Regions from separate parts of the Gossypium arboreum genome. Here region 2 is linked to region 1. The links are chromatin contacts, called in public Hi-C maps. All regions are on one chromosome and are shown on one strand. Each heading gives the region's core, a stretch centred on a gene start, on an enhancer-like site or on the middle of the called end of the contact. The rest is flanking DNA. Distances are from core to core; before and after follow the strand shown.

The links. A called contact is a pair of places that touch in the nucleus more often than the background predicts.
Region 2: a Hi-C map of leaf shows a contact between it and region 1, with 4 times the contacts expected there. The contact joins the promoter of LOC108460277 here to the enhancer-like site in region 1. A contact is called at or near these places in 3 of 5 Hi-C or Micro-C datasets (all in leaf).

The regions. Positions count from the first base shown.
Region 1 is chr9:71,012,181-71,018,078 of ASM2569848v2, reverse strand. No RefSeq gene overlaps it. Among protein-coding and RNA genes, the nearest start is that of LOC108459592, 4.4 kb to the right of the region's middle. Within about 2 kb of position 3,433, at least 1 of the 2 cell types and tissues checked has an H3K27ac peak or open chromatin away from gene starts, as enhancers often do. A contact at or near this core is called in leaf, where this site is marked.
Region 2 is chr9:71,072,629-71,078,526 of ASM2569848v2, reverse strand. LOC108460277 (protein FAF-like, chloroplastic) reads right to left here and starts at 2,244. Exons shown (of 2, transcript XM_017759715.2): 1 at 2,056-2,244; 2 at 152-1,916. The coding sequence starts at 1,873. The coding sequence ends at 386.

The DNA.
Region 1 (5,898 bases), core at 2,184-4,683:
TACATTGTGACAGTTCAAATATTTAATTAAGTGCAAAAAAAAAAGAGTAAGGGCTTCATTATTTTTTTAAAAGAGTTTGAAGACTTTTACACCTTAAGCCTTTAACTTTTAACTATTTATAATTACAACTAATAATATATAATTATTCTTATTATTTATATGTGAGATAAAAGCAGCTGGTTTCGTTTTTTTTTTTTATAAAACATTGATGAATAGAAAATATTTATATAATTAAATCATGAAAATATGGAGGGGAAAATAGATGGTGAATAATGGAAAAGGGAAGGGGAAAGAAAAGGAAGATATTCGTGTCCAACAAATGTGATTGCTTTTAAAATTTGATGAGGGGTTTTCACAAGATGAAATGAAATGATAAAAGTGCAGCCCCTCCATTCCATGATCTTATTATTTATATATTCTCATCATAAAGAGAAGATCTTCTTCCCCATTGCAATACCATTAATGTTTGGATCATCCAATCTGGTGGTACACAAAAATATGCCGTCATCTGTTTTCAAACTATTCCTTCTGTATTTATCTCTCGGTTTTATCTTTGTTCGGGATTTAAATTACGGTAAAAAAAAAAATCTTTAATGATATTCTGTATCATCGTAATCAATGATAAGAAAAAACACAAAATTGCTGGTAACACAAATGTTTTTTGGTTGGAACAGATAACACAATCTTACATGAGCTTTATGAATCTATGCCTTTGCTTTTGCATGCATGCCTTTTCACTAGTTATTCCAATACGGTCGGAAATGCCAATTTGTGCGAATTAGAAACGGCCACGTTTCCCAATATGAATGTGGACACGTAAATATGGGTTTTGCGTTGGATTTGGTTGACTTGAGTCAAGGGTGTTTTTGCCTTTTATGACCGAGCCTGCCATGTTTAGCTCACTCCCATTCCCACCCCTTGTTCGATGGTGGCTAAGGGTATGACCCCACTCTCAGTATTGACCACTAGCTAATTAGTGGCCAGCCAGCAGAATCTAGGTATATTCCTAATCCTACCACTTCCATTTTCTTTATTATTATTATTTTGGTTTACATGTGTCGATTTTAGGTTGTGGGATTTACACTACTTCTCCATGTCTTTTCACTTTTTGTCCTCAAAACTTAATCAAGGGGTAATTTCTTTAATTCTGGGTATAATAATTAATATCCAAGTTCCCCAAGGTTTATACCCCTCTTTCTTTTTTCCTATATTAAGATATCCCATGCCTATTCTTTTATTCTATATTAAATTAAATTTGAAGTTAAATGGAGTTAGGATTTTTAAATAAAATATCAAGTTTATTTAGCATTATTTTCTCTATTTATAAAATTTGAATACTGAAAAATTATTATGGAGATTCTTTTTAAGTTAAATATTAGTATTTTTTTTATATAAAAAAATGGAAAAGCTTGATGAACAAAATGTTAGAGAATAACTTTGTTGGAAGTGCATGTATTTACCTTTATTTTAAAATTAAATCCAAAATGAGTGGGATTTTTCATTTTAATAAAAATGGTTTCTATATTCCCCTAATTTTGCATGTCCTTCTCAATATCTGGAAGTAATAAAAAAGAGAGAATCAAAACCAACAAGATTGCTTTCATGAAATTGAAGTCGTAATATGCACTCTTCAATGGGATTCTTACTGGAAACAATGTTGGGACATATCTTATGTGAACAACAAATATAAAATCCATTTTTAAAACTTGTTTATGTTCAACACCAACCTTACTTCTTTTCTCTAATGCTTATATTAACTTTCCACAAGGATTAATTATTCTATGACCATAATCTATATTTACATCATCTACTTCCAATTTGCTCTATATAAACATATAAAGCAATAAATGTGTTATACGACTTTCTTTTTAAAAAAAATCAAATATTTATAGATGATTAATTATCAAATGAAAGAGAAGTAATATATCATTTCGTATTCGAATTTGATATTGTTTTTTTAATATGATGTATTTTTATTTTTGGTCTAATTTGATACTTGTATTTGGCAAACATTATATATTTTGATACACAAAGGTAACGGTGTTAATTTTGGTGTTTAATTCAGATTTAAAGACTGATTTGATGAAAGTTAATTGTTAATATTATTATGTTTGAATTTTTCATGATTTTGATAATAAAATAAATTTAGTGTTAATTGTGAATTTTTTAACTTTACATTTAATTTTATCAAATACAGTCGGATGGATCTGATTTAAGTTGATTTTTAAGGTTTATTTGATAAAGTTAATTGCTATCATTATTAACTAATTATATATTTTCATCAAATTAACTTTAAATTTTAATTTAAACACTAAAAATTAACACCATTACCTTTGAATACCAAAATATATAATTTTTTCAAATAAAAATATCATATTAAAAAAATGTACCAAATTTAAATAAAATTTTTTGTCAAAACTCAGATATTCAACTAGTATTAAGCCTATATGCAATGTATAAATGCTTATCCGGACATAATGTCATTGTCAAATCTTTGAGAAATCTTTCCAAATTCCAATGAATTAAGATATGGCCTGAAGTGAAAGAGAAGGTTATCCGAACACATTGAAACACAAGATATGGGAAGAAATTTAGGGTAGGAAGGAAGGTAGAGGGAGGTGGCGGGTGGCCGGCGATGTGGTCGGATCTTTGCCACCCTCCCACCTAGGATTCCCTTACAAGACTCCACTAGGCCTTTTATTTGTTGGGCTTGTGGCTTGCATTTCAAAAGTATGCTTGCTAGAATTTATGTCCTTATGTCCCCTTTCCAGATTCCCCCTATTTTTACTTTTTTACAAAAAAAAAAAAAAAATTTAAGTGATAGGAGAGGTTATTAAGTTCTAAACATGATATTAATATATTTTATATTTGTTTAAATCAGATTCGGATCAAGATATGGGCCTAAAATTTTATCCAATTTTGTCATATTTGTAAAAGACTAACCTAAGCTCATTTAGGCCAACCCATATTATTTTTAATTTTTAAAATATTTATATTGTTTTAATTTAATATTTAATAATTTTATATCTTTTTATTTATTGAAAATTTTATATAATCATCTTAATATTATTTTAATGTTTATATTAGAGTAGTATTACATATTTAGTATAGGTTTATTTTTTAATGTGTTATAAATTACATAATATAAAGAATTATAAACTTAAAAAAAAATTCAGGCTCAAGTTTTGGATATTTAAGCTCGAGCCCAGCCCATATTTTAAAGAACCTAAAATTTTTGCTTAAACACATTTTTAGACCTAATATTTTTAATTATATCTTCTCTAATTTTGAGTGAACTTTTGAATTGGAATGAATAATCTAACCCATAAATAAGTCTTATAGGTATCTAAAATCAAATAAACAAGGCTTTGAAGGGGGCTGGTTGGGTTTTATTTCGATGTGTGAAAAATAGAAAGACCCATCCAAGTAGCTAAGATTTGGATGGATTATGTGGCCCAACACATCTGTGGAACCAGTTTGTGAACTTTCTCAGACAGGACTTGTACCAATTCTATAGTCAAAATTGACTGTATTGAAGTGTTGGGCTCAACTAAAAACATTTTACTTATACTATAGACACGTATTAATTAAATTCAAAGTCTATGGGTGATAGGGACTTAAGTAATTGTTCCAGAAATCCTGAAAACAGCGTTTTATTGAAGAATGCAATTCATGACATTTGTTGTGGTGGTTGAATATGAACAAGTTGGTTTTATAGTTAAAGCTTTAATATGAAGACCGGATTGTGGTCCAAATCCAATTTCGTTGATAAAATATAGGCATCGATTTTTTTAAATTTAAAAGGGGAATTTAAGTTTGGGTTTGTTGCTATTCCACTTAATAATATCATATTTATGGTTTAAACATTTGTTATTGCACCTAACACTTAATTGGTGAGATAATGATATATATAAAATTTCATTATAATTTAAATTATTCAAGAGATAATATATCAACTTTATTTTTTTACAATTTAAAATTTTCACTAACCCATGCATCTCTTGAAAAAGAAAATTTAAGTAACAAATTGTAAAAATTACTAAAGAAATATTGAAAATAAAATTAGAAATGAGAACATTTTTTAAAGCTTTTTTAGGTTTATTTTATTTAATTAAAAATTGATACAAAATTATCTACGTGTTATTAAAATAAATGATTCACATTAAGTTTGGTCTCACAACTTGTAATATAAAATATAGGATTTGCATTTTATGTTACAAGAATAAAATTGAAAACAAGGATAATTTGGTTATAAGTTGATGTTTCAAAATCAATTAGTGTATCACGTGTTGTATATTTCAAAATTTTCATCACTTTTAATATTTGTATCCATCTAATACACATATTTAACCAGAAATCAACCTTCAAATTAATAACACTTTTAAAATTTTGAATATAATTATATTTCACACATCTTTCTATATACTTTTCAAATACAAACAGCAGCCTAATCATTTTAATAAACCACCCCAATAACACTAATTTTGTTTCCTTTCAATCTCATATTAAAACCTGCGAATAACATCTTAACCCACCCAGTGGGACAAATATTACGTTGTTGGTTTAAAAGAATGAGAGTTCAGGTTCCATCTGTGCCCAACTTCTAAAGTAGAAAATTTTTATTTACACCCTTTATAATTTATAAATTTTTAAATTAGTAATAATAAAATTATACTTTGGTTCTCATAAAATAATAAAATTTAATTTAATCTTTTAAATATTATAAATATATAGAATATTAAAATAGTAAAATTATATTTTTATTATCGTAAAAATAAATTTAATTCCAACCCCACCTCCAAAAAATTTTCTGACTCTGCTATTGGATTCGATGCCAAATAATTTCCTTCTTCTAATTCAATTATACAAAAATAAAAACTTGGGAGATGAACTGTTTTATTAAAAATTAAAATAAAATAAGAAGCAGATGAAAGTTTGGAGCCTTACTGTTTTGAGTTTTGAGGCTAAAATGGTTGAAAACTAGAGTTATAATAATAAGGAATCCTTATCCTTTGATAATAAATAAGTAGGAATTGATTGGCGGACAATGGCCATGTCTGGCGCCGGCACTGCCCGATAATCAATTGTCTCATTCCTGGATCCCAAGATATACAGCTCAGGCCGATTGACCACTCCCTTATCCCAATGCCCTATTATCCGCAACTTGTGCTCCCCTTCCTTAATTGCCTCTCAACATACATCTTAGCCAAACGATCTCGGCTTTCAACTTGGACATTTGTTTTATTGCATTGCCTATTTCCTCTATATATCAAAACATCCAACTCTTGTTTATTTCAGACAATTATGAATCCATCAAATATATGCATTTCTCATTAAATCCTTTTTTTTTTCTTTAAAGTCGTGGGATAATTTTTTATATAAAGGATATATCCATAATGTTAAGACTTTATATTCAGATATACATGTATTACTTAAATTATGCTAACAATCATGGACTTTTTCTCATGAAACGGAAAAGACTTTTGGCCTATATTTTTTATATACTTAAATCTAGATCTAGGTGTTCCATGTGTTACGTAGACTTCTAATGATAATATTTTATAAATAAATAATTATTATAAAAAATTATAAATAAATCTCAATCTTGAATCACAATATACATAATAATATTAATTTGGTATGTAATTGGCTCTCTATATTCCTTAAATTCTTGAATTTCAATCTCCACAAGATTAATTTTGTTACCATTAGGAAAAAGTTTATGGATAAAATAAACCATACTTTCATCTCAAATTGAAATTAAAAAAAATGCAATATAAAGAAAATATTACTATATGCTCAAAAAGTGAAATATTAATATATTATATCCTTTTGTCATGTAAACATGCATCAACTTCTTAGATAATATGGATCGATATTGATCATGATTTAAAGAGG
Region 2 (5,898 bases), core at 995-3,494, 62 kb before region 1:
GCTGAAACCCCATTGGCTAAGAACTTTGCTCAACCAAGAAAAACATATATATAAAGTCTAAAACCCATCATTCTGTGAAGACAGACGAAACAGACTAGACAGTCCACCCATTCCAAAGACGATGCTTTTAGCTACAAATAGGCAAAGAGAATTATACAAAATTACCACTATATATTCCAAATTTCATCTTCCAAAATTTCCAAAAAAGTATTCTCTCCTTTTTCGTAGGTCCTTTTTATTAGAAATTTTGACTACACAATCACTCTCAACGAGTGGATGTGGAAAAATTAGCTAGGAGAGAAAAAAGAAAATAAAAGAAAGGGTAATCAATAGTAAGTAATAACAATAATAATAGCGACAACTTGGAGATGGTATTTTTGGATAATCAGGAAGTGGCAATGCAATAGGGCTCCCAGAGCAGAAGGGACCTCCTAGGTTCCTTGCAGCCTTTTAACAAAGGAACAATGTAATCACCTTTCTTCCCTTCCAACACTTGCAAGTGTTGTTGATCTTTATTAGCCATTAGATTCTTTGTCAGGATAAGCAGCTTGCTATCGTCCTTCCCTGGTGGTGACTGTTGAGCAAGTGGGTCAACAACTGCTGCTGCCGTCTTTGACATTCCCTGATTGGGCCTCCTCCAGTAGTACTCATAAGCATTGAATGATGAAGCTGCTCCTACTCCAGCCGCCTTGGACGGTGGTGGACGTGGTGGCAATGACTGTGCTAGTGGTGGTGGGCTATTTGACTCAACTTTCCCTTCCCTTCCCTCTCCAAATTTGACTATTTCGTCAAAAGTTTTAGGCCATGTTGGGTTCCTCCTATTTGCTAACCATATGGGCTTGTTCATCATTACAGCTAACCTATGCACATTCATTGCTCCACATGATAGTTTAGGAGCCAGCTCAATCTCACTTTCCTCCTCTCCTTCTTCTTCTTCTTCTTCATCATCATCATCATCATCATCATCATCAATGCCTATTTCACTTTCTTTCTCTCCAAAGTTTTCAAACTCTTCTTCCAACTCTCCTACCTCCTTACTTTCTTCTTCTTGTGCTTGACTAGGAGCAGTGGTATTGGCAAAAGTGAGGACAAGGCGGCCGTCTTGGCGTTGAGCTAGGAAGTTGTTCAATGAAGGCATTGAAACAGCTTCAATAACCAATTTACCATTATCACGATGAGTCTTCAAGCGCCTCGATGCTCCACCTTTGCCAGAAAGGGAAGGAATCGGTGGCGGAAATGATGGGTTTGACGATTTCTTGCCAGCATCATAGCTGTATTTCACAGTTGTCGCCTTTTCACCATGGAAACAAGGCATCATCATGGGTTCTAGTGTTTCTTGCTTTTGGTGTTGCAGATGTTGATCTTCCTCCACCTCACCAGTTTCTGAAGAGAACCCATCAGAGCCAGTCTCAGAACCAAGCCTCTCAGTGCAGATTTCAAGGCTTTTCTCGCTTAAACAACTGGTGGATCGTTTCACAAGAGGGTGAATATAAGGTGGGGATGACTTGAAAGACTCTTGTTCAGCCTTTTGTGATATGATTGAGCTCCATATATCGAACTGGGAAGGGTTTTGAGGTTGCTTCTTTTCATGTCGAATTGAAGCCCAGATATGGGATTGATCTGGTGCTTCATTTTCCTCCTCTTCTCCTTCAGATGAAGAAGGAACAGGGAATTCTTGGGATGATGGACTCTTTTTCAGGGGAGACAGCCATTTCCGGGACGACATATCGGCAGACAGAGTTCTTCTAAGTGAAGTAGCTTTGGTGGGTCTCTCAGCATCCGATCCCAGAATGGATACTATGCCTTGCTTCTTGGAATCCATGACCTCTTCAGCTGAAGATAATAGAAAGCTCTTGCTAAGTGAGGCAGACATCTCCAACTATTAATACCCACGCTGTTGGTACTGGAATTTTTATCTACACATTTAACAAAACAAAACAGCTTAGGAAATAGCTAAAGCTAAACAACAAATAACAAGTTCCCAAGAAACATGCATGTAGCAGCATATACCAAAATACACGTATCTCTACAATGTATGGATATAGGTGAAATTACCTGTTGTTGTTTGGTTTTAAGAGAAAATAGCTAGCAATAGCATCCAACAGAGGTCTTTCAAGACCTCGGAAGGAGTGCTTTTGCTTGTATTATGAGATTAGTGAAGTGAAGAAGGTGGGTTAAGAGGAGGGGAAATGAGTGTGGATTGATGTTTGATGGTGGCAAATGGCAATGGGAAGGGGGTATTTGTAGGAGGGTAGAAAGGCTTGGGAATCATGTCCAATGGACCCCATTAACAGACTCCTCCACTCCTTTCCAAGTTTTTCCTTTTATTACAAAAGTTGATGATTAAACAAACAAAATCAAAAGTTTAAAGTGGTGTTATCCTCTCAACTATGATTTGGTTAACATAGTCAAAGTTTTTTTTTTATTTTCTTCTTGCGAGTTTGTATTTTCTTCTTGCGAGTTTATCATGTCACAAAAAAAAAAAAAACATGTTCAGTATTCCACATCATTACGGATTTTAATAATACAATAAATGCGAGTCACTGCTTTTGCTTAACATTCTAATTTCTACCTTCATTTAACAATATTCGTGTTGCATTTAGTTTTAGTAAATTTGATATGATTATTATTTAAATGATTCCATTTTTTCATTTAATTTATAACTTGAATAATATAAAAAATCATTTCTTATATGATTCACTGGAATATTTTAGGATAACATAAATTTATAAGAATATGCAAGTCTAAGCATCATTGGACTCACAATATTTGTTAAACCAAAGCTTTCAAGTGTAATTAGTGAACTTCTCTTGAAAGAGCAAATGGGGTGGTAGCGACCCCAAGGAGGGACAACTCTTTCTCAATTTAAATCCACACCATTTATTTTAAGCCACAAATATACTCAAAATTATACTTTCCTAATGATATTTGGTTTAGAGTTATAATTTTAAAGGCATTCTTACTTTTAAATTAAGGAAATTAATAAGTGATAAATTGTTTTGTTTATAAACAAGGAGTCCTATCAAATGTACAACTAAGTTTTTGATGGAGAAGTAATGATATGCTTAAAAAATTTAAACATAGAGGTTAAATTTCTCTTCACATTTACTTAAAATTTCATCTTATATTTATATTTACATAAAAATTATTTAGAGTTATCTAATTGTTGATCTCAAAACCAAAATTTGCTTTCTATCTTGATTTTTAAGTTTTGTATATAATAAAAATAATTAGATTAATAAAATCATATTCGAATTGAGTTGAGTAAAATTAAATGAAAAGTTGCACATATTTTTAGAAAATTTGAAACGTTTGATCAAGGCTTAATTTTATGCATAATTAAGTAAAACTTAATGTTATCCTCGTATTTGTGTCCATAAGCTTTATTTAAGCCTCCTTATTATATGTTGATATATTTTATGTATAAAATTAGATTGTTTGTGATTAATATAATTGAATAATTAAAAGTTGATTATTTTAAAAAAAATATTAAGTATTCTTAAATTAATATGACATCACGCTTAATCATGTGAAATATAATAAATTTTATATCAAAATATTTTTATGATTAATTAGATGGAATAATAAAATAGGAATTAAGGAAAAGGATCTAATTGAATAGTTTTATCATAAAGCTTAAGTATAAATATTTAAATAGAACTTATCCCATAAGCAACTTTTATTTGTTTTAGGATTCATATTTAAATCTCAACTTGGAATTGCTCTCTATGAATGATGGGAGTAATCAAATCGCCTCAATATGATGCTCATAAAGACTAAAATTTCTGCTAGTATACATAGTTTAATTGGAAAGTGTAAAAATGTCAAGGGTTCATTGAACATAAAACCCTAGCTAGCATTTTAATGACAAAGTTATCATTAATGAAGCTTACTACTGTAAATGGTATACGCAACATCATAAAAACGAGCGATATTCTATGCATGATTTATGTATGACATGATTTCACTTATAAAAATAGAATTTATGGCTTAGTTAAAGAGTAAATGATATTCTCTCACTAGCACTATATGAATTATAATAAAGGAACGTGGTTGTGGGTCATTCATCATGAACAAATGATTATCATTACTATTTGTTACGATAGTCTTTTTTATTGTAAAATATGCAACTGTGACCATGAGATAAAATAAAATCGAATTAGGTAAACGAACTATATGCCAAATGGATAAATGATATTTTATGAGAGTAACAGACAAATGAAAAGGTCAATGGACAAAAGCGCAAATCTAAGTTGTTTTCATAATGATATATAATAGGGAGATTAATCATGGTATTTTTAGTGGATTAACTTTATGACTAAATAATTTGTGATTAATAAATAAAGAATCAGTAACTTAAGTACAAATTATTTAAGTCCTAATTATATATGTCGATTGATCTTTTCGCTAGTTCAATATAACTATGTCGATTACTAATAAGAATCATTATGAAGAATGGATGAAAACAATGTTTGAGAAACAGATTGCATGAATGTTTTTTTCTCAAATGTGTAAGAGATCGCTTAAAATTTAATTTAATTTTTTGGATTTTTATTTAATTGAATGTAATTAAATATTTGAGTCTAAAGGAAAATTAAATTAATTAGTTATTATAGTTTTATTACATAAGATAATAACAATGATTTACTCATAAATTCTAATATGGCAAAGTCATCATAACTTGACGAAATTGGAATTGGATTGAAAAAATAACTGGATTAATTAATTAATTAATATTTTGAGAATAAAAATAGATTATTGAGATGAATAACTATATGAGATTGTTTTAATTTAATTTATAACTAGACTATACATATAATTGAACTTAATACATGAAAGACCCAAACAACTCAATATATGGGCAAGTGGGTGGCACACCATGAAGGGTTCTCAGTGTGTGTGCCGCATGGTGTGCCATCCACCTCTTCGGAGTTCTAGTAAGATTCTAATTTTTTATTAAAATATTTTTTCCCTTTTCTTATTCTAGTAGAAGTCTTGTGGTTTTTCCTTATAAATAAGGATTAGGAATTGTTAAAATACTCTCAAATATATATATAAATATGAGAATACTTTTTGAATTTTAGTAAAAATTTATTTGGGTTATTTTATTGAACTCAAATAAATTCTAATTTTGGTGAGCACTTCTAAGTTCAAATTTGTGAGGTTATAATTGAAAATTTCATGGCAATTATAATTGAAATTTGTGAGATTAAATTTTTGGGCTTTAGATTTCTGATGGAAAAAGTTGACTTTCCCCACTAGAAAGTCTCGGTTTTTATTCTATGTATGATTCTTTAAATAGAGCCCACTCTCTAAGCATCTTTTGGGAATAGCAGAGAAGATCATTTGGTTGAAAGTTAGAAAAATTTAGATGTTAGATAAAAGATTTGATGAATCTCTCAAACTCAAAAACACATGTACTAAATTTTGTGAAATTGATTACTATAAATATCAAAACCAAAATTCGATTTTATAAAAATTTTAAAATTTCATTGTCTAACAAAACCTAATTTTCCAACACATAAATTGGGGATTGTAGAACAATAGAAAGAAAAAAAAGACTAGAAGATAGACGAAAGCATGATGAAGATAACCATTAAGCAAGCTCTGATATCATGTAAAGAATGCGCGGATTCATAGTAAAACTAAAGCATTGATAAAAACTCAAGTAGAAGAAGAAAGGAGAAAATTAGAGAATTAAAGCTTATACTTCATTCCTCTGTTTCGCATTTTTTAATTTCTTTTGTATTGTCAATAATATCAATTAGATTAGATTAAAATTAAATAGACAACACGAAAACTAATTTTAATCCAAATTTTCAATGAATGTTGAACATATCCAATTTTAGAAATAGTCATAAACAAAAATAGAAAATATTAAAAAAAAAAAAAACAGAA